Regions from separate parts of the Mus musculus genome. Here region 1 is linked to region 2. A link is a contact called in public Hi-C data. All regions are on one chromosome and are shown on one strand. Each heading gives the region's core, a stretch centred on a gene start, on an enhancer-like site or on the middle of the called end of the contact. The rest is flanking DNA. Distances are from core to core; before and after follow the strand shown. Region 1 holds the start of Tsr1 (TSR1 20S rRNA accumulation). Region 2 holds the start of Rpain (RPA interacting protein).

Region 1 (7,349 bases), core at 3,278-5,777, 3.9 Mb after region 2:
TTGGTTTTTTGAGACAGGGTTTCTCTGTAGCCCTGGCTGGCTGTCCTGGAACTCACTCTGTAGACCAGGCTGGCCTCAAACTCAGAAATCCGCCTGCCTCTGCCTCCTGAGTGCTGGGATTAAAGGTGTGCACCACCACGCCCGGCCTTTTTCTTTTTGTAGTGGTAGCTGAACTAAGGGCCTTGTGCATGCTGGGCCAGAAAGCAAAACTATTTTTCTATTTTTTTTTTTCAGACCTTTTTGTTATCGTTGTTTTGAGGCAGGGTCTCACAATGTAGCCTTGGTTGGTCTAGAACTCACTATCTAGACAAGGCTAGTCTGGAACTCAGAGATCTGCCTCCCTCTGCCTCTTGATTGCTGTGTTCAAAGGCATGAGCCACCAAGACCTCTTCTATTTTTTGAGATAGGATTTTACTAAATTCCCTAAGATGACCTGGAATTTACTCTATAACCCATTCATTCCTCTTACGTCTGCTTTCTGAGGTGCTGAGAGTATAGGCCTATGCCGCCAGGCCCAACCTCTGGTTTCTTATGTTAGTTTTGCACTTAAAAAAAGAATTAATGGAATAACAGTAAAGGGGTGTTTTGTGAGTTGTTTCTTTTGCTTGCTTGACTGATTGTGAGATTTGTTTCTGTTGTGTCTGTTGGGAATGTAGATTGTTCATTCCCAATTGCGTGACAATACCACAATTAACTGGCATTTAGGGCCTTTCCAGCTTGGGGTTGTTATGAATCATATGAACATCTGGACATATCTTCTGGTGAACATATGTGCTGGCTTTCAAAAATTTATATTTCTAGGCAAGGAATTTCTGATGCACATATTCTGCTTTAGTGTCTAGTAATACTGCCAAAATGTTCTCCAAGTGGCTATAGCAATTTGCACTTCCATCAACAGAACGAGGTTCTAGTTGCTCTTAACACTTGTGCCAGATTCCATGGGGGAATCTGCCAGGAGGCAGATAATACCAGTGGGAGTCAGAGATGGCTTTCCTCAACCCCAGTATAAAATCCTACAGAATAAGCCACGAGCAGAGACAGTCCTTACCTTTTAAAGGATTTATTTATCTTTATTTTATGTGAATGGATATTTTTGTTGCATGGATGTCTGTGCACGACATTTATGGGATACCTGCAGAAGCAAGAAAAGCACACTGGCTCCCTTGGAACTAGAGCTAACAGTTGTTAGCTGTCATGTGACTTCTGGGAATCAGACTTGGAAGAGCAGCCAGAGCAGGCTCTCCAGTGCTTTCTCTTTTATTTTTTGAAATTAGGCATTTGCTCCACATTAACCTTTGGCTGTCATCCTTTGGACAGGATGCAGTGTCCTGATGACACCTTGGCTCCCAGTCAGTTTTGTCTTCTTTCACCTAATTACCTATTTATTTACTTTCAAGGTCCGTCTAATTATATAACGCTGGTTGGCCTGGGTATCGTAGGGACCCAGAGGGATTAAACATATACACCACCACACCAGGCCAAGGTCATCTCTTAACATGAAGAGTGGCAGAGCACCTAAGGGCTAGGGAGGAAGGACCTGGAAGGTTCTCCCTGCTGGAAGGAAGGGCTCATGGTTAGTGGTTAGGTAAATGAAGATCCGATTGGATCGATTCTTGCACTCCAAGCTGTTAAAAGCTTCCTCGATTACTTCCCAGGGAGTCTTTGCAGGAACCCACAGCTAAGGATCAACAGGATGTATCTGAAGCAGCTGGAGAGGTGGGGAGGACCTACTTATGATTTTAGGATTAGTCCAGAGGTCCTCTGTGAGGAGAGTCTTGCCTCTAGTTCTCAACTGTCTCTTATAGCATTTTCTGTAAACCAAGCACTAAAAGGGGAGCTAGGTGGAGTTCAGAGCAGGTCAGCCTTTGCCAGGCAGATACATCATTGCAGCACAAATTCAGTTTTCCAAGGAACCATTCTTGAAACAGAGTCTTTGAATAGTGGGAAGAAAATCATGTTCTCAAAAGTATTTCCTTACATACCCAATCAATGATCAAATCTGGGTCTTAAATAACGTTAACAACATGCCCATAGTTCCTATTCGCCTGGCCTAAGAAACCCTCACTTGGCCACTTCACAGCAAAAGCACAGTGAAGCTGTTCATGCAAGCTGGAAAGGTGATGTCAAGAAGGAAGGGAACAGTTAGGGCACACGAGCCAGGTCAGGGTTAATGCAGAGAGTCCAGAGTCTTCTCAAACCACCGTCAAACTCCAAGGGTGCATGAAAAAATATGATACATTTATGTATGTGAGAGAAACAGTATTATCCTATTTTAAAAAGAAACTAGGAAACCAAGACTTGAGTTTAAGTAACTTTACTCAAGTTCACAAGTAAAGCTCAAGTAAGTCTGGACAACTCAAGACTATCTCACCAAACCTCAGTTTCCAGGATCAGCAGCTATATTTATTAGAGTGCCTACCAGTGTGCCAGGCTCTGGAAACAAAACAGTGAACAAGCAGACAGGTTTTTTGTTTTGTTTTGTTTTGTTTTTGCCTTCCATAGTTCACACCTGGTAGACCCAGCTAGAGAGGCAGGCTGAGGAGGGAGGCCTCACTCATCTCATCTACACTGCAGGCTCTTTCACAAGCTGGTGAGTCATTCGTATGAGCAGCCCCCCCCTCCCAACCCCCGAAATTGAAATGAGCTTCTAAGCAGCGTCAAGGTAAAGGGAATTAGTGGAGAGAAACTCTTGTTTCTGAAGGATTTCCCTCAAAAGGGCAAAAATAATCTGAGTCTTAAAAACCATTCTTAAAAATACCCGAGTTCCTGGGTAAGGAGGTGGGCGTGGAGGGAGAAACGGTGAGGTGTGCAGCGAACCCTCTGCTAGCCACGACTCACTTGCCAGGGGAACACAAGAGGGCGGTGTGTTGGACACCCGAGGGCGAAGCCCCTGGAACTGTGGCTCGCAGCCTCCAGGAGGCCCGTGGGGACCCCGCCCCCTCCCCGGGCAGTACCCGCAATGAATGGGCAACTCGGGTTCTCCAGCAATCGCCGCCACCCCTCCCCCGATCGCGGTCTCCCCGCGCTGCTGCCGTCACTGGGCGGGGAACGGGAGCACCGTGGAGCAAACAAGCCCCAGGGCGCAAGCCTGACCCTGGCCGAGGGCGCTGCCCGGGACATGCAGAGAGGGGCGTGGGGCGCGGCCCGCCCAGGACCCCGCCCCCGCCTGGCACGGTGGGCTGGCAGCCGCGCGCGTGGGTGCCTCCACCTCTCTGCTCCCGAGCCAGCGCGGGAGGGGTGCGAGCCCCTTGAGACCTTGCCCCGGACCGTACCTCCTTCTTCACGTTCCACAGCAGCTTTTCTTTGACCGCGTCCTCTGCGCTGCCCATGGTGCGGCAGGTGGCGGGCAGGTGGCACCGAGTGGCCCCCCGAGCCCCCGGTGCGCCCTCACCGCCTCCGCGCCTCCCGACTCAGCGCCCCACACGCGAGGCGGAGTCCCCGCCCGCTGCGCTCCCCGCCTGCAGCCGCCGCAGCCACTGCCCGGTGCTCAGCTCCGCAGCCATCTTCCGAGCCCCGCAGACGTCAGGCAGCAGGCCCGGCCCCTTCCCACTGCCGGCAGGGAGGGGGTGTGTGCGCCGCAACTGGGGAGGTGGGGGGGGGGGTCAAGGGCGGGTGCGGACGCCTGGGGGCGTCGGGGCCGGGCGCGCGCCGCAGGGACGGTTGTCATGGCGACTGGCCGGCTCCCGCCCCGAGGGCGCGAACCCGCATTGTGAGCGCTGGGAAGTCAGCCGCTCCGGCCTGCGCCGCGCAGCGGGCGGACTTTGGGAATGTGCTTGTGTCTGGGCAAACCTCAACCACCGTGACCGCTCCCGACTTCTGGCCCCTGGGAGAGGAGCTATACGGAGCCAGGGTCTCGGCTCTGCGTCACTGTGGTTCGAACCTGGTCCTGTCACTCCTCCGGATCCTGTGGAGTGTTCATATATTACTTGCAGCTCAGTCGCAAAGCTTGCAGGAGGAAAGCAAGGACCCGACTGTGAGCTCCTAAGAACAGGTGCCCGAGCGCAAGGGGAAGTCTTCGCCCTCCTCCGGGTCGCCGACATCCGCTTTGGTTCATCTTGCAGATTTGTGGGAAGAGGGGGGCGCGAGTTGGAATAAGAGACATTCCAGAGCCGGTGACACGAGCCCCTTCTAAGTGCTTCGCGTTGGAAATTAGAGTAATAGAGGAAAGGAAAGGCCACTCAGGTACAAATGTCACCCCTTTGTACAGTTCACTGGGACCGCAGAGAGCGGCGTGCAATAGTCTACGTGAAAAGACTTTTATTTCTTCCCACGTGATGCAACTGAAGCGTGCAAAAATGGAAAGATGGGCGCAAAATTGACCTCCTAATCCAGAGCCGGAGCCGGGAGACTCCTGCCGGCATCCTCCATCTCTCAGCAGAGGACTGCAGCGTGGGAAAAGGCACCACGACGTCTCTGCGGACACTCAGGGCGCTGCGCTTGCAGGCTGGCGGCAAAAAACCTCGCGAGAGGTCGCGGAAGTGCTAAGCCTGAAGTCCGTCCCCAGGGCCGGAAACGCTCGGGTCCGCCCGGAAGTAGAGTTCACTTGGTGCACACGTGGACTGCAGAATGGCGGCTCACCGCTCCGGGCCGCTGAAGCAGCAGAATAAAGCTCATAAAGGCGGGCGGCATCACGGCGGTGGGTCCGCACAACGGGACAGCAAAGGTGAGTAGACAGGAGGGAGAGGGGCTGCTTAGCCGGTACCCGTGCCCACACCGAGACTAGACTTGGGACCCTTGCCCAAGGCTCTTAAGCGGCGCAGGAAGGTTCTTGTTGGTTGATTTGACTGAGAGGAGAAGAGCAGCCACTTCCGATCTGCCTTCCAGGCCGGGTAGGACCGAAAATCCTCTGCAAGAAGCTGAAGAGGCAGCTCAGCCGAATAGACCAGAGGCATCGCGCCAGCCAGCTCCGAAAGCAAAAGAGGGAGTCGGTGAGTAGAAGCGGGGGTGGGGAAGCTTATGGTTTGAGATTGGTAAAGTCTCAAACTAGAAAATGGGACACGGAAATGGGCCGAAAACGGAGGTAAACCCAGAGTACCTTCAGGCAGTGTTCATTTTAGAACGAGGCCCTGCCAAACTCCTTGACAGCACATCCATACACGTGGCTTTTTACGAGAGAATGCTTGGTCCTTCCTCATCTTTATTTATACGGGCTTGCTCTTTTGCAAATCATGATTATTTTAAACAAAGGGTCTCACTGTGTAGCCCAGGCTGGCCTAGAACTCAGATCCTCCTACCTCTGCCTTCTGAGTGTTAAGTTAAAAGGCTTGGGCCACCACACCTGGCTCCTCTGATGTTTTCTTTTTTCTTTTCTTTTTTTTTTTTTTTGGGGGGGGGTGGTGGTGTTTCCGAGACAGGGTTTCTCTGTGTAGCCCTGGCTGTCCCGGAACTCACTCTGTAGACCAGGCTGGCCTCAAACTCAGAAATGAGTGCTGGGATTAAAGGCGTGCGCCAGCTCCGCCCGGCCTGCTCTGATCTTTTCTAATGTTTTACGTTACATAAAATTACCTTGGTACTTTTACAAAGCAACAGAAAGGGGAGTAGTTCTGCCCTGGGGTTACAGCACCTGTATATTTGAAGATAGAATAGTGAAGCAAATGATTGAGGTATTCTTGGATCTTTGTGTTGCTAGGTTCTGGCCGAGAAGAGGCAGCTGGGCAGCAAGGATGGTCCTCCACATCAGGTGCTGGTGGTGCCTCTGCACAGCAGGATTTCCCTTCCAGAGGCATTTAAACTGCTTCAGAATGAAGACTTGGGAACGGTGTATTTGAGTGAACGGGGAAGCACCCAGAGTTTTATGCTTCTGTGCCCTAGCTTGAAACATCGATGGTTTTTCACATATGCAAGACCAGGTTAGAGTGTCCGATACTTTTCTCTCATTGTGTTTAAGTAGTTGTCTCTCTTGAATATAGTGTGCTAACTATCTTTTTTTTTTTTTTATGGTGTCTTTTGTATACAGGGGATCTGCATACTCTGTTAGACATGGCTAAAGTCGCTGATACCATTCTGTTCCTCCTGGACCCACTAGAAGGCTGGGACAGTACGGGGGATTATTGCCTGTCTTGCCTTTTTGCTCAGGGCCTTCCCACCTATAGTAAGTGTGCTGTATTGGATACCAGCAAAGAAAACAGCTCTGGTCTAGTCATGCAGGCACAGTGTTTAAGATTAAGTTTAGGAGTAAATCAATGGGTTGTATTCTGCTGGTGTGGGCTATACTTGGTAAACATTTTCATATATTTTACTCTTTTTATTTATTTATTTATTTGAGACAACAAGAGTTTCTTTTGGGCGGCCCTGACTATCCTAGAACTGGTCCTGTAGACCAGATTGGCCCTGATCTTTCAGGGATCCGCCCGCCCCCGTCTTCTGTGCACCGCCCAGTTGGTTTTATATTATTAAAGTGAGTTTTTCTTCCTGGGCTGTCGTGTGCCCGGTGGGGGAATAGAAAGTTAACACTCACGGTGACATTTCGTTGTTGGCTCAGTGTTGCGTTTCCCAGTGATCTCTGGGACCACGGCAGAGCTGACCGCTGGGTTGTCTGGGAACTGGAAAGGATTTTCAAGTGGTCAAACAATGACTTCCTGCGCTCTTCTCTCCTTTCAGCACTAGCTGTCCAGGGCCTTTCTGGCTTCCCACCAAAGAAACAAATAGATGCCCGAAAGAAGCTAAGTAAAATGGTGGAGAAACGCTTCCCTGAAGACAAACTTCTGCTCCTAGACACGCAGCAGGAATCAGGAATGCTACTTAGACAGTTGGCTAACCAGAAGCAACGGCATCTTGCTTTTCGGGATCGGCGAGCTTACTTGTTTGCCCATGTTGCTGACTTCGTGCCTAGTGAGGAGAGTGACTTAGTGGGCACCTTGAAAATCTCAGGCTATGTTCGTGGGAGGACTCTGAATGTAAATAGCTTGCTGCATATCGTTGGACACGGTGATTTCCAAATGAATCAAATAGATGCTCCTGTGGATCCGTTCCCTTTAAATCCTAGAGTGATTAAATCCCAGAAGAAACCAAACATGGCAATGGAGGTAAGATTGGGGTTTTCATTTCTGGGAGTCGAACCCCGGCCAAGCCAGCCCTCCACTACTTGCCTACATTTCTTGCCCGCGATTGTTTTCAACTTTTTTACTGAATTTATTTTGGTATGCTGGAGAGTGGTACATCACTGGTGTTCAAGGTCTGGTTCTCTCCTACCTTGTGGACCCACCCTGGTTTTTAAATTTCAAAGCAGATAGTTTGCATGCTGAGGCCAGTGAGGAGACTACTGCTAGTTTGAAATGTCAGGCAGTAGACATTCAGACACATGCTGGTTAAGTGTATTTATCTGGTATTTCTACATACTTTGCACAGTT
Region 2 (6,468 bases), core at 396-2,895:
TCTGTAGTTCCACACCACAGCTCTGGGTAATACCACAGGTCTTAAACATTCTAAACTTTCCCTGACATAACCCAGTAGGCGCTACTTGAGATTTTTCTTCTGTGTTCCTGGCCTCAAGCAGACTCTTGATACCCAGTAAATACATAAACTCGGAAGTATCAACAGATTACCATCTTATAACTGTACTGTAGAGAAAGGAAGAGCTTCAGGCCAAGTGTAAAGGTTCACGCCTTTATTCCCAGCACCAGATAAGGTGCAGGTGGCTCTGTTTGAGCTCCAGGTCACCCAAGGTCACAGGTAAGGCCCTAGATTACCTTCAAGCGCCTTGCAGCAAGCAGTACTGCTTCATCTACGTGGACTTAATATAAAAGAGTGATAGTTTAAGGGAGTTTCAATAATTTGTCATAGCATCATATAGCCTCAAAAATACTCTCACCCTGGTACTTCCTATTTCTTTTCTCATGACCATTTTAGATTTCTAATTTCTTTTTATTATTCGTAAATAATGATGAGACCATCAATATATTATTTACCTTAGTATGGAGAATTATACTAAGCCAAAAATCCTTTTAAATAAGGATTTCTTTTGAATATAATAATATTTCTAATTGCTTTTAAATCTGTAGGCCCATGTCTTTAAATGCCTGTTGTAGAACTGGGCAGTGGCAGCACATGGCTTAATCCTAGCTCTGATCAGGATCCTCCAGATCTCTGTTAATGAGGTCAGCCTGCTCTACAGAGTGCGTTCCAGAACAACCAGGGCTGTTAACCCTGTCTCAACAAACCCCTCCACCCCCACCGAAGCAAATCACAGATATTACGGAGCTTGTGCATGCTCTAGGTTTATGTCAGGTGCTGGACACACACACAGGCCTAGCCTCTGTTTTGGTGTTTATAAATGACTTAGACCCGTAATCTCAACACTCAGAGACTGGGGCAGGAGTTCCTGGCTAGCCTGGGCTACATAGTGATTCCAGACCAGATTGAGCTACAAAGCGGGGTCATTCCACTCGAAGTGGGGCGTTCCCAAAAGACGCCAGCCCAGGTCCGCCAACGAACCAAAAGGCTGATTGCTTTCACGATGGACCGGCGCACCTGATACTGGGAGAGAGGAGGCTCCACGCCACCACCGCTGGGGCCTCGAAGGCGAACCACCAAGAAGGCGCTGCCTTCTGCGTCCCACAGAAACAGTTCCCCTCCGAGGCCGAAGACCAGGTTTCTCGTCGGCAAATGCGGCGGCAGAGACGGGCACGAGGGTGAAGTCGAAGCCGCTGGCTTCTCCGCTTCGGCTGGACTCTGGTTTCTTACGCCCTCGCGGAGCCGCAAGAACACGACGTGGTTAGGAAGCCAGCTCTGCCACAGCTCCCCATCGCCCAAGGGCCCCACGGCAGCCGCCATCTTGAACTAACAGCTCAGGATTGAGGGGCGGGAGGAAACGAAGCCCGCTGCTGTGCGTAGCCAATCCGCGGCCAGCACTTCACAGCTTCAGCCTATCAAAGTGTAGGAATCTCGAGAAGTTGGCCCAATAAGAAAGAATCGCTAGAGGATAGACAGGGCCGCGGGTTGAAGCCAAGGTGGGCGGGGCGGGGCGGGGCGGAGTGGAGTGTAAGGATCGCTTTGGGGCTGCTGCTGGGCCAGTGAGGGGGTAGCGTTAAGGATGAGAGATGTGTGTCTGATTGTCTACTGGACAACTTCCTCTGGGTAAACCCAGAACTTTCTCTCAAGATTCACCTCCCTCAGCCCGGGTGGTGTTTACTTCTCAACTGTCACTGCTTCATCTATCCTCGGATTCCCCTAAATCTGTCACTGTGAGGGGATAGAAACTAGATACAATTCCAAGAAAGCCCGGCGGCCTGAAGTACAGACAGACTGCGCCGAGACTACAACTTCCAGAATCCTTTGCGCGCGGCTAAGGGGCGGTGATTTGGGCGCTGTTTCCCGCTAAGGGAGGAGATGGCAGAGTCCTCGGGGTCTCCGCACCGCTTGTTGTACAAGCAGGTGGGCTCGCCCCACTGGAAAGAAACTTTCAGGCAGGTGAGTGTGAAGTTTGGGTTGTCATCACTTCCCTAATCTTCCCAAGGACCTCTGTCCTCGGTGTGCTCGCTTCAGCACTGGTTGTGGAGCAGGTGCCCGGTGTGCCTGGCCAGCGAGGTGGATCTCTTGCTATAGGATTGGGTCCCGGCCGCCGCCCGGGCTGTTGGCCGGCGTAGGTGTTATGCTATCCTAGGATTCGACTTTGTTTCATATTTTAAGAGTCATGACAGCAGTAGCAACACCACCACCTAACGTTCGGTTACAGAGGGAAGCACTCCGTATGTATACGTCACGTGAGATAGAAGTTATTTCTCTCCTGAAGAACATCAGACACGGTTAGGAGAGTTGAACTTAAGCTCCGCCTTCTTCCGAACTCAAGTAGTTCCTTCTAAGAAGCAGCTTATCTCCCTGTTCAGCAGTCTCAAAAGGGTGGGTGTATTCCAGAAGAACCACCCAGAAAAACAATCTTCATGCTGAACATGTTGTGTGGAGTAGTGTTTCTCAACAGTGAGTGCTGACGTTTCGAAGGAGAACGTTCTATTATGGGAGGTGGTTCTGTACAATGTAGAACACTTAGATGCAGCAGCCTTGGTCTCTCCACCTACTAAATGGCACCAGTCAGTAGCAGTTCTTCAAGCAGAGCTGTGACAACCACTTGGGAACAAAAACTGTCCCGAGTTGGGGGTGGAGAGATGGCTCAAGAGTCCTTATGTTTCAGTAGCAGACCCGATGGCTGTAACTCCAGTTCCAAGTGGTCTATTGCCATCTTCTGGCCCTGGTGTGCATCAGCACTGGTGTGGTGCACATAAACTCATACAGGCACACACATAGACACAGGAAAAAAAATTAAAAACCCATACCAGGGTTGTAAAGTACTATTTTACAAGAAGACCATTACTATAGCCATTTGTACAATTCCAGGAATTTAGAAGCCATATAAATGTCTGAAGTTAGTCTGTGGATACAGTTCCTGTGTATCCAACTGTCTTCTTATAAGATAAAATATGAAATATAGGAATGTGTGTAATGTAACCCATCTGTGTGTGGAGGACTTGAGGCTATGAAATTTTGCATCTTGAATTTTCTTATATTTTTACTGACTAATTGGAGGGTTTTCTTTTTAGTGGAATTGATGTTTTTCTTCTTAACCAATACTGCCCTCCCTTACCTCCCCAGGGATGTCTGGAGAGAATGAGAAACAGCAGGCACAGGCTCCTGAACAAATATCGCCAGGCTGCAGGTAGCACGCCGGGGACAGCCTCAGACAGACTTCTTGTGCAAGAAGTAATGGAGGAAGAGTGGGCTTCTTTGCAGTCTGTGGAGAATTGTCCGGAGGCCTTGCTTCAGGTCAGTCAAGGATCTCTGTAGCTAGGAGACCACTGACTCCATGAGGAGCGTCTGGTGACCTCTTTGCATCTGTTTGTTTTGGTCCTTTCAGTCTGCTCACTTCCCCAAGCATGATTCTCACCGTCATTTGGCTCAGGGTTTTTACCTTCATTAGAAATATATCCATGGTTCTGCCATACTACATGCATAGTAGGCATGAAGCAACCTTGCAATATAGTAACTTAGGAAACTAAAGGGAAAGAAAATTTCATTATTGCTTTTTCCATCGGAAATTTTGACTTGCTAAGAATGGGCTAGGGACCTCTCTTTAAAAAGGACGTCTACATTCTGACTCTAGTTGATCAGAATGTGGAGCTGTGTGTCGGTAGAAAACCCTTTACAGTGTATCAGGAAAGGTTATGGGTTGGCATCAGGATTTAGGAATTCTAAGTTTAGTTTTACTGACTCACAAATATTACTGTTCCTGTGAGCCTTAGTTTTTACATTGACATAAAATAGAGAAGCTCGCACAAGCATTATGAGAATTGAGTAACAAAACATGAAAACCTCTGAAGCCATCAAAGCTCTGTATAATAATGATTCATTTCCCATAGCGTTATGTGTCCTACACTATGCTAATTGGTTAGCCTAACATCACCACAGGTAGTACTTAGAGTAGGCCTCTCAGGTCAGGCTTAATCCAGCTTTACAAAAGCTAAAACAGCTTTTCAAAGACCAGACTTTATCACACGGCCAGCCTTAGAAGGTCATTTACTTAACTGCTGCCTGATTTTGTCTCCCTTAAATTTGGTACTGTTGTACTTTGATCATTTGTTGTTAGTTCAGCTTGGCCAAATTACCAAACTGTCAGCAAATTCAGCATGTGGACCAGGCCAATTTTATCCAGTAAATCTGTGATCTTTGAGTTACAAATCCTCATGAGACATGTGGCCAGTTAATACTTCATGTGGAGTGGGAAAACACCACTTTCTCTCTGCTCTGTCTCTGTTTATGTCTTGCTCAGGGATTAAACCCAGGCTCTTGCATGCTAGGCAAGTGCTGCTCTACTGAGCCACACCCCTGCCCTCTGCTTTCTTGTAGTTGGAATTGCCACTGGACCTAGCTGTGCTGCAGGACATCGAGCAGGAGCTGTGTAATGAAGGTAATCCCAGGGCAGAGTCTTCCCTACCTATGAGACCGACCCTAATGCTGGCCTTTGCCTGGCTCAGGATTAGGTTTGCTGTTTTAGGTTGTTTCCGTGTTAGGGATTAAAGCTCCTGCCTCTTGCTGCCATGTTAAGCTGAACACTGTGGCTTGTGCCTGTAGTAGAAGCTACTTGTGACTTAGTGTAGGAAGGTGGCCTTTCAGGAAGATGCCTGAGCCCCGTAGTTTCTGGCTAGCCAGGGTAGCACAGAGAAACCTGCCTCTCTGAGAAAAAAAGTTTACAGTAAACTTGTCACTTTGCGTCCATGGGCAGATCTTTACATAGATTTATCCATCCTTTATTGATTGCCTGAAATCTTGTGAGCATCTGCTTCTTGAGGTTTTCATAGCTCTGTGTAGAGTACAGTTCTGCATCTCATTTTTTGTTCTGTTTTGTTTTTTTGTTTTTTGTTTTTTTCAAGACAGGTTTTCTCTGTATAGCCCTGGCTGTCCTGGAACTCACTCTGTAGACCAGGCTGGTCTCGAACTCAGAAATCCGCCTGCCTCTGCCTCCCGAGTGCTGGGATTAAAGGCGTGTGCCACCACTGCCCGGCCAGTTCTGCATCTTATGTCACGGTGACTTAGTCCACATAGCTTTATCTTGAATTGGTTCACATTTATGTGTAAAATAGAAATAATAGACCTGCCCTGGATACAAGACAACCTCGGGCTTTTTGCCTTGCAGAAAAGTCCATCATAAGCGAGTATGAAGAGGACTTAGAGTTTGATGAAAGTTGTCTCAGGAGAATGTTGGCTGAGTGGGAAGCAAACTCCCTCATCTGTCCTGTGTGTATAAAGTGAGAATTTAAAATCTTTTTTTTAGCATTATCAGTTCTCATCCCCTACTTCAAAGTGTGTGTGACCCCACCCCCACACCCAGTTTATTGACCGGAAGGTAGAGGGGCCAGGTCTTATTACTCTAATGATCTGGGAATCCTAATTCTATCTCTAGGTACAACCTGAGAATAATGAACAGTGTGGTCACGTGTCCATGTGGCCTGCACATCCCTGTTCACGTAAGTGCCCACACCAATTCCCCACATACAGACTGTATTAAAGGCCCTCTGGTGGGTGGTTGAGGGCAGTACACATGTGTAGCAGTTACCTTTCTTGTCACTTGATAAGAAAGCCAGCAGAGGAGAGGGGACAGTCCGTCATGGCAGAGAAAACATGGCAGAGGACTCCATGGAGGTGAAAGCCAGGACTCAGTATCTTGGCTAATAGGAAACAAGACCTGTTCCTAGTAGCCTATGTCCACCAGAAAGACCTTATGTGTTTTGTCTGCATGTATGTCTGTGCATTATGCGTGTGTCTGGAAAGCCTGGATGTAAGAAGAGTGTGTCATATCCCATGGACCTGGAGTTACAGGTGGTTGTGAGCTGCCATGTGGGTGCTGTCATCCAGGGCCCTCTGCAAGAACAGCAAGTGCTCTTAACCACTGCGTAGTCAGCTCTCCAGGTCCACTCTTTTGTTTTGAGGTTGAGTCTAGTAGTAGCCCCGGCTGACCTCAGACTTATTTGTAGCTCAACTTCTGATCCTTCTGACCTCACCTTCCAGGTGCTGGGCTTATAGGCTTGCACCACTCCCTCTGGGCTTTAGACTGCGCTGGGAATGGAGCACAGTGCCTCACGCTTGTTAGGCACTCTACACCTGAGCTCAGTCCCCAGGGCCCAGCAGTCTAAAGCTCCCAAGAATCAAGCTGTCAGTTGACTGGTATGAGGCTTCAGCTTTCAGCCTGCTGGTTATACAGTAGTTAAGCTTGGTTGTGGCTGCACTTTCTTAGTCAACAGACCTGACAGAGCAGAAGCTTCGAGCCTGTTTGGAAGAAAATGTGAATGAGCACAGTGTACACTGTCCCCACACCCCTGTGTTCTCAGTCACCGGTGGAACAGAAGAGAAGCCCAG

The links. Hi-C and Micro-C count contacts between places; a contact is called where the count stands out from the background.
Region 1: a Hi-C map of B cells shows a contact between it and region 2, with 6 read pairs. The contact joins the promoter of Tsr1 here to the promoter of Rpain in region 2. A contact is called at or near these places in 1 of 39 promoter capture datasets (cranial neural crest) and 1 of 484 Hi-C or Micro-C datasets (B cells).

Annotation. Positions count from the first base shown.
Region 1 is chr11:74,893,553-74,900,901 of GRCm38.p6, forward strand. Tsr1 (TSR1 20S rRNA accumulation) reads left to right here and starts at 4,528. Exons shown (of 15, transcript NM_177325.3): 1 at 4,528-4,663; 2 at 4,825-4,928; 3 at 5,630-5,849; 4 at 5,957-6,091; 5 at 6,601-7,025. The coding sequence starts at 4,567. Sgsm2 (small G protein signaling modulator 2) reads right to left here and starts at 3,517. Exons shown (of 23, transcript NM_197943.3): 1 at 3,273-3,517. The coding sequence starts at 3,329.
Region 2 is chr11:70,968,554-70,975,021 of GRCm38.p6, forward strand. It overlaps Rpain (RPA interacting protein), which reads left to right and starts at 1,646. Exons shown (of 7, transcript NM_027186.3): 1 at 1,646-2,034; 2 at 3,211-3,381; 3 at 4,462-4,522; 4 at 5,249-5,360; 5 at 5,516-5,579; 6 at 6,347-6,468. The coding sequence starts at 1,954. Nup88 (nucleoporin 88) reads right to left here and starts at 1,420. Exons shown (of 17, transcript NM_172394.3): 1 at 1,096-1,420. The coding sequence starts at 1,398.